Linked DNA regions of Mus musculus: region 1 is linked to region 2. The links are chromatin contacts, called in public promoter capture Hi-C maps. All regions are on one chromosome and are shown on one strand. The core of a region is the stretch at or near the end of the contact, and the rest is flanking DNA. Distances in the headings are between cores, read along the strand shown. Region 1 holds the start of Jph3 (junctophilin 3). Region 2 holds the start of Foxc2 (forkhead box C2).

Region 1 (2,991 bases), core at 330-2,829, 610 kb after region 2:
GAAGGCAAACCCTGACTCAAGGACCAGAGTGGCTGGAAACCTCGGATACAGAACAGGAACTGACAGCTTCTCAAAGCCTTTGGGGAGAAAAGAGGATGCCACCATCTGACTGGTGGGCCTTAAGGAGAGGTTGTTGTGCTTAAGACAAGGAGTTGGGGTTGGGGTTGAGATCTGGGGTTCTGGAAGCGCCCCGATGACCCCGGCTGGCTGCAGGTGCCACCATGCACCTCTTTTGCTCCCAGTCAGGGACTCCCCACCACCGGGGCTTACTGGGTCTCTTGTCACCACCAACCCCCACTAACCCCAACCCTGTGCAACTGTGAAGCCATGCAGACCCCCTCCTCCTCAGCCCACTGCAATGCCCGCTGCCATTCCCTGCATGCAGTCCGGGAGGGCAGGGGATGTGGGCTCCTGTCTTCGGATTGATGGTCCAGGAAATGCATTTTCAATTAGTCCCATGATGCTAGCATCTCTTGGTGGGGGTGGGTAATGAGAGAGAGAGAGAGAGACAGAGAGAGACAGAGAGAGAGAGAGAGAGAGAGAGAGGGAGAGAGAGAGACCTAGTAACCGCGGAGTGGTAACCCCAAAGAGCGACAGCTTCTGGAGTGGGGGGGATACCTGTTGGCCAGGGCGCAAGGCCCACGGGATTGGGGTGGCTTTGCTCCAAGATGCAAACGTGTGACCCAACTTTCTATTAATTTTTAGAGGGGCTAAACGCTATTCGCTAAAGGTGTGTTTTCGAAGGTGAGCGCCTCCCCGGGGACCCCCCAGCGGCCCTGAAAGAAGGAGGAGAGAGTGTGTCACAGGGAGAAACCACCTGTGGTTGGCAGGAGCCTCTCAGTCAAGTCGTGGCCCGCACGGGCCGCGGTGCGGGTGTCCCCGGAGGTAGCGGGGTGGGGACCGCGCGGCCCTCGATTGCCTGCGGCGCCCGCGCCTCCTCCCGGCTCCCCACCGCGGCGTGCGCTCGCGGTGCCCGGTTCCTTCCCGTTACGCAGTTCCTGTCCCTTTAAATCCCAGCCCCTGGCAGCGGAGACTGGGGCGCGCCGGCCGGACCCCGGGCCAGGGGAGGGGCAGGGCGCCCCGGGGTCCTCGCGTGCGCGCGCGCGCGCCCGCCAGCGCCCCTCTCCAGGCGGCCGCGCGCTTGCCGGGGCTCGGAGCGCAAGCCGCCGCCGCAGTGCCGCTGCCCGGTCCGGCCGGGATCGGTGCAGCCGCGCGCGCCGCCGCCCGCGGGCCCCGCCGCCCGGGCCTGAGCCGCGCCCCGCGCCCTCCCGCTCCCGGGGCGCGCGGCGAGGGGCCCTGGCGGCGAGGTGGAGCCGCGGGCACCAGCCGCTCCCCCGCCCTGCGCCGCCCCTCCCCCGCCTCCTCCCGGTCCTGTCTCCAGCGGGAGCGCGAGACGCTGGTCAGGCTCCGGCGCAGCTCGAAAATGAACAATCGCCGCTGGCGGACCTAGACGCCGCCGCCGGTCCGCGCGCGGGGTCGCGGGCGTGCTTCGTCCTCCCCCCCCCCACCCCCCCGAAAAGAGCATCGCAACAAAAAGCCAGCCAGCCAACCAAGACTCCGGTTTGTTGATCGCCTTGTTTCTTTTTTTTTTTTTTTTTTTTTTTTTTTCACCGCTTGCGGGATTCGCAAACCGCGTTACATGCATGTCCAGTGGGGGTAGGTTTAATTTTGACGATGGAGGGTCCTACTGCGGAGGCTGGGAGGACGGCAAGGCGCACGGCCATGGCGTCTGCACCGGCCCGAAGGGCCAGGGCGAATACACCGGCTCGTGGAGCCACGGCTTTGAGGTGCTGGGCGTCTACACCTGGCCAAGCGGCAACACGTACCAAGGCACCTGGGCGCAGGGCAAGCGCCACGGCATCGGCCTGGAGAGCAAGGGGAAGTGGGTGTACAAGGGCGAGTGGACGCACGGATTTAAGGGGCGCTACGGGGTGCGGGAGTGCACGGGCAACGGAGCCAAATACGAAGGGACCTGGAGCAACGGACTGCAGGATGGCTACGGCACGGAGACCTACTCGGATGGAGGTAGGTGCGGGCGGCAGGCGGCGGGGGCGGGGGGAGGAATGAGGACCGTCCCCCTCTTTCTCCTTCTGTTTATCTCCCGGGAAGTTGAGCCTCGCCTTCCAGTTGGGCTGTGGGCTCCTGGGGCATCTCCTAGATTCCCAGGAGGCCTCAGCGGGCCCCTGGCCACAGGTTGCCCCACGCTTGATGGGGACAGTGGCCCATGCCAACCCAAGGAAGGGTTGGGGGCTCTCCAGCAGCAGGGCCCGGCCCCTGCCGCAGCAGCCGAGCCAAAGTCTCAGCATATCCTGAGGAGCAGGCCAGAGATCTGCACCTGCCAGAAGGCCAGGCCGGGTCCTCCGCCACCTCTGGGACCTGCCAAGGCTGGAGGGGGCTGGAGGTAGACCCTTCCCCTCTTTTGGCATTGCCTTCCTGGTATCCCCAGAGTCAGACCCTCGTTGGTTTCTTGTTTTCCTGCGGTGCCCAGGGCCTCCCTCAGTCCTAAAGCAACCCAGGCCAATGGAGAGGGAGCGCTGGGAGCGCCAGAGGCGGGGGATGCCGACCAAACCAAACAGCAAGGCAATAAACTTCTAGGTGGTTGGACACAGGCTGTCGAAGCAGGCTGCTGAAGGGAGGGAGGGAGGAGGCCCATCTGTTTAGCGGGAGCCCAGGAATCTGGCCATTCAGTGGCTGAATCATTTTCACCTTTAGTTTAGGGAATCGCTCTGCGCCTCCAGTGTAAGATGCCACCACAGTCAGGGCAGAGCCGGTGCCGGAAGCCAGGCAACTACCAGTGTGATGGTTTCTGTTCAGAAGTCCCGGTTGGCTTGGCAGCCTTCACTCCAATGTCACCACTCCTCAGCAGCGCTGAGACCTCGGGAATAGTTTTAGGTCCTGGAAGTCAGACCCTAAAGCAGACTCTGCCTGTAGGTCCCCTCCCCCTCGGGGCGCTTATCCCAAGAGGCTGTTCTCTTGCCTCCCTCTGGGCCT
Region 2 (3,366 bases), core at 568-3,067:
GGAGGGGAAGGCTTAACCCCCTACCCAGATCTACACCGGACATGCACCAGAAGCCTGACTTTGCTGCTTTAAGGGAGGGGAGAGAGGAATTAGTCAAAAAAAGAATCCAGGACACCCACAAAAATGTGTTTCCCGAGATTCTCCATCCAGGTCAGGGGGCCCTGTGCAGCCCTGTCCTTTAAATTCTGGTTCTCGAGTCAAAGGTAGCACACATAAAACCTATTTTGCTGCTTCGGTACGTCAAGCAATGCCACTAAAGTTTCCTCACCCGCCAAAGCTGAAACAGTGAGTTCTAATCTCTCAAAGCCTTTTGCCGAAAATCTAAAGGGGGTGGGGGGCTATGGTGGTGGCGTGGGGGGGGGGTCGGAGAAGAAGAAAGACTGAGACAAATGTTTTATCTGTCGCCTTCTTCCCTACCCAACCGGACCAACAACTTCCAGAAGGTTCTGCGAGGCATAGAGCCATTCCGTAGGGACATCTCGGTGCTTCTGAGGAAGCGGACCGAGCAGGGATCCGATGACGACTGGAGATGTTGAAGGAATAAATACCAGTCCACAAATAAACAAACTGTCCCCGGGATTCCTAGAGGGAAGGAGCACGCTTGAAGGTCGGGGAACTCCGAGTCGCTGTGCGTCAAGGTTGGCATAAAATTAAAAAAAAAAAAAGTCCTTCAGTTACCAGGCCCTCTAAGGAGCCCCTGGTCCTCAGCTCACCTTATCAAAACTCAGTAAAACAAACAGCCTGAAATACAGTCAATTTACAGGATCCCAAAGATGCTGACCGCGGAGTGGGACCCACGCCGGGCCCCGGCAACAGCTAGGGAAGCGGGTCCGAGGCTACACAGTGCCGCGCTCCTTTGCGTTTCCAGTGACGAAGCCGGCGATGGAGTGCAGGCTTGGAGCTCCCCACGCCGAACGGGGACACCAGCTCCCGGGGGCTGGCTGCCTTGTCCTAACCTCCAGACAGCGCTTTCATAGGTGGGGAGAAGGGAGAGGCCGGGATGGATGGCAGGGAAAGCTAGCCCTCGTCTATGCGGGAGAGGAGACCAGGAAAGCAACAGTTGGGTTCACGCGCTTCCCTGAACCCCACGAAATTGTTTGGAGGACTCAGATGGATCACCTAAGTAGCAGCGAAGACGAAGGACCAATGGTTCCTTAGGTGTTACCTTCCCAGTTTGGCATTCCCACTAAGCCTTCCCTCCCAGCCCGACCCCGTCGTGAAGGGGAGAGGAACCGAATTCTCCAACCCGGCCTCCTTTGTGGGCTCTTCCTCAACCTGGAAGCGTCCTGTGAATTATCCATCACTGCATTCAACAGGCCCTACACGCTCAGTCCGTTTGCTCTGAACCCATTACAACTAGGCCCCGATAATTAAGAAATCTAATTATTCGCCTCTTCATCCATTAATAATAATAAAAAAAAAATCTCCAGGCTCTTTCCTACTTACAAGGTCTTGGGGGCAAATCTCTGCCCAACTTCATCAATTCGATGTTATATTTCAAACTAAACTTCTTTTTATTTTCCAAAGGAACAGGGTTTTTAATTTTTGCTCTGGACACGTGGTCTCGTTAAACAAAATGTGATAATAAAATAAAATTTTATAAGATGTAACTCATTTTTAAAAGTCCTCAAGTTAACTTGAGCTGGGGGGGGGGGAGATCTGGCTAAGAGCATCTGGGTCTTAGAGCCGACGGATTCAGGCGCTCCTCGTTTTGATTGGTGCCATCCTTCTCGCAGCTGCCAGATGATTGGTGCAAACTTCCTGGAGGGGGCGCGGCCTGAAGAAAGTAAAAACTCGCTTTGAGCCAGAAGACTTTTGAAACTTTTCCCAATCCCTAAAAGGGACTTTGCTTCTTTTTCCGGGCTCGGCCGCGCAGCCTCTCCGGACCCTAGCTCGCTGACGCTGCGGGCTGCAGTTCTCCTGGCGGGGCCCCGAGAGCCGCTGTCTCCTTTTCTAGCACTCGGAAGGGCTGGTGTCGCTCCACGGTCGCGCGTGGCGTCTGTGCCGCCAGCTCAGGGCTGCCACCCGCCAAGCCGAGAGTGCGCGGCCAGCGGGGCCGCCTGCCGTGCACCCTTCAGGATGCCGATCCGCCCGGTCGGCTGAACCCGAGCGCCGGCGTCTTCCGCGCGTGGACCGCGAGGCTGCCCCGAGTCGGGGCTGCCTGCATCGCTCCGTCCCTTCCTGCTCTCCTGCTCCGGGCCTCGCTCGCCGCGGGCCGCAGTCGGTGCGCGCAGGCGGCGACCGGGCGTCTGGGACGCAGCATGCAGGCGCGTTACTCGGTATCGGACCCCAACGCCCTGGGAGTGGTACCCTATTTGAGTGAGCAAAACTACTACCGGGCGGCCGGCAGCTACGGCGGCATGGCCAGCCCCATGGGCGTCTACTCCGGCCACCCGGAGCAGTACGGCGCCGGCATGGGCCGCTCCTACGCGCCCTACCACCACCAGCCCGCGGCGCCCAAGGACCTGGTGAAGCCGCCCTACAGCTATATAGCGCTCATCACCATGGCGATCCAGAACGCGCCAGAGAAGAAGATCACTCTGAACGGCATCTACCAGTTCATCATGGACCGTTTCCCCTTCTACCGCGAGAACAAGCAGGGCTGGCAGAACAGCATCCGCCACAACCTGTCACTCAATGAGTGCTTCGTGAAAGTGCCGCGCGACGACAAGAAGCCGGGCAAGGGCAGCTACTGGACGCTCGACCCGGACTCCTACAACATGTTCGAGAATGGCAGCTTCCTGCGGCGGCGGCGGCGCTTCAAGAAGAAGGATGTGCCCAAGGACAAGGAGGAGCGGGCCCACCTCAAGGAGCCGCCCTCGACCACGGCCAAGGGCGCTCCGACAGGGACCCCGGTAGCTGACGGGCCCAAGGAGGCCGAGAAGAAAGTCGTGGTTAAGAGCGAGGCGGCGTCCCCCGCGCTGCCGGTCATCACCAAGGTGGAGACGCTGAGCCCCGAGGGAGCGCTGCAGGCCAGTCCGCGCAGCGCATCCTCCACGCCCGCAGGTTCCCCAGACGGCTCGCTGCCGGAGCACCACGCCGCGGCGCCTAACGGGCTGCCCGGCTTCAGCGTGGAGACCATCATGACGCTGCGCACGTCGCCTCCGGGCGGCGATCTGAGCCCAGCGGCCGCGCGCGCCGGCCTGGTGGTGCCACCGCTGGCACTGCCATACGCCGCAGCGCCACCCGCCGCTTACACGCAGCCGTGCGCGCAGGGCCTGGAGGCTGCGGGCTCCGCGGGCTACCAGTGCAGTATGCGGGCTATGAGTCTGTACACCGGGGCCGAGCGGCCCGCGCACGTGTGCGTTCCGCCCGCGCTGGACGAGGCTCTGTCGGACCACCCGAGCGGCCCCGGCTCCCCGCTCG

Evidence for each region. Promoter capture Hi-C pulls out the DNA fragments that hold promoters and counts their contacts.
Region 1: a contact with region 2 is called in a promoter capture Hi-C map of embryonic stem cells, with 4 times the contacts expected there. The contact joins the promoter of Jph3 here to the promoter of Foxc2 in region 2. A contact is called at or near these places in 4 of 39 promoter capture datasets (embryonic stem cells, liver and stem cell-derived epiblast-like cells), 5 of 484 Hi-C or Micro-C datasets (all in embryonic stem cells), 5 of 115 datasets of contacts at active chromatin or transcription factors (embryonic stem cells, large pre-B cells and stem cell-derived neural progenitor cells) and 1 of 9 other capture datasets (embryonic stem cells).

Annotation. Positions count from the first base shown.
Region 1 is chr8:121,728,980-121,731,970 of GRCm38.p6, forward strand. It overlaps Jph3 (junctophilin 3), which reads left to right and starts at 1,580. Exons shown (of 5, transcript NM_020605.3): 1 at 1,580-2,025. The coding sequence starts at 1,644. Gm46065 (predicted gene, 46065) reads right to left here and starts at 1,498. Exons shown (of 3, transcript NR_165833.1): 1 at 818-1,498.
Region 2 is chr8:121,114,354-121,117,719 of GRCm38.p6, forward strand. It overlaps Foxc2 (forkhead box C2), which reads left to right and starts at 1,818. Exons shown (of 1, transcript NM_013519.2): 1 at 1,818-3,366. The coding sequence starts at 2,262.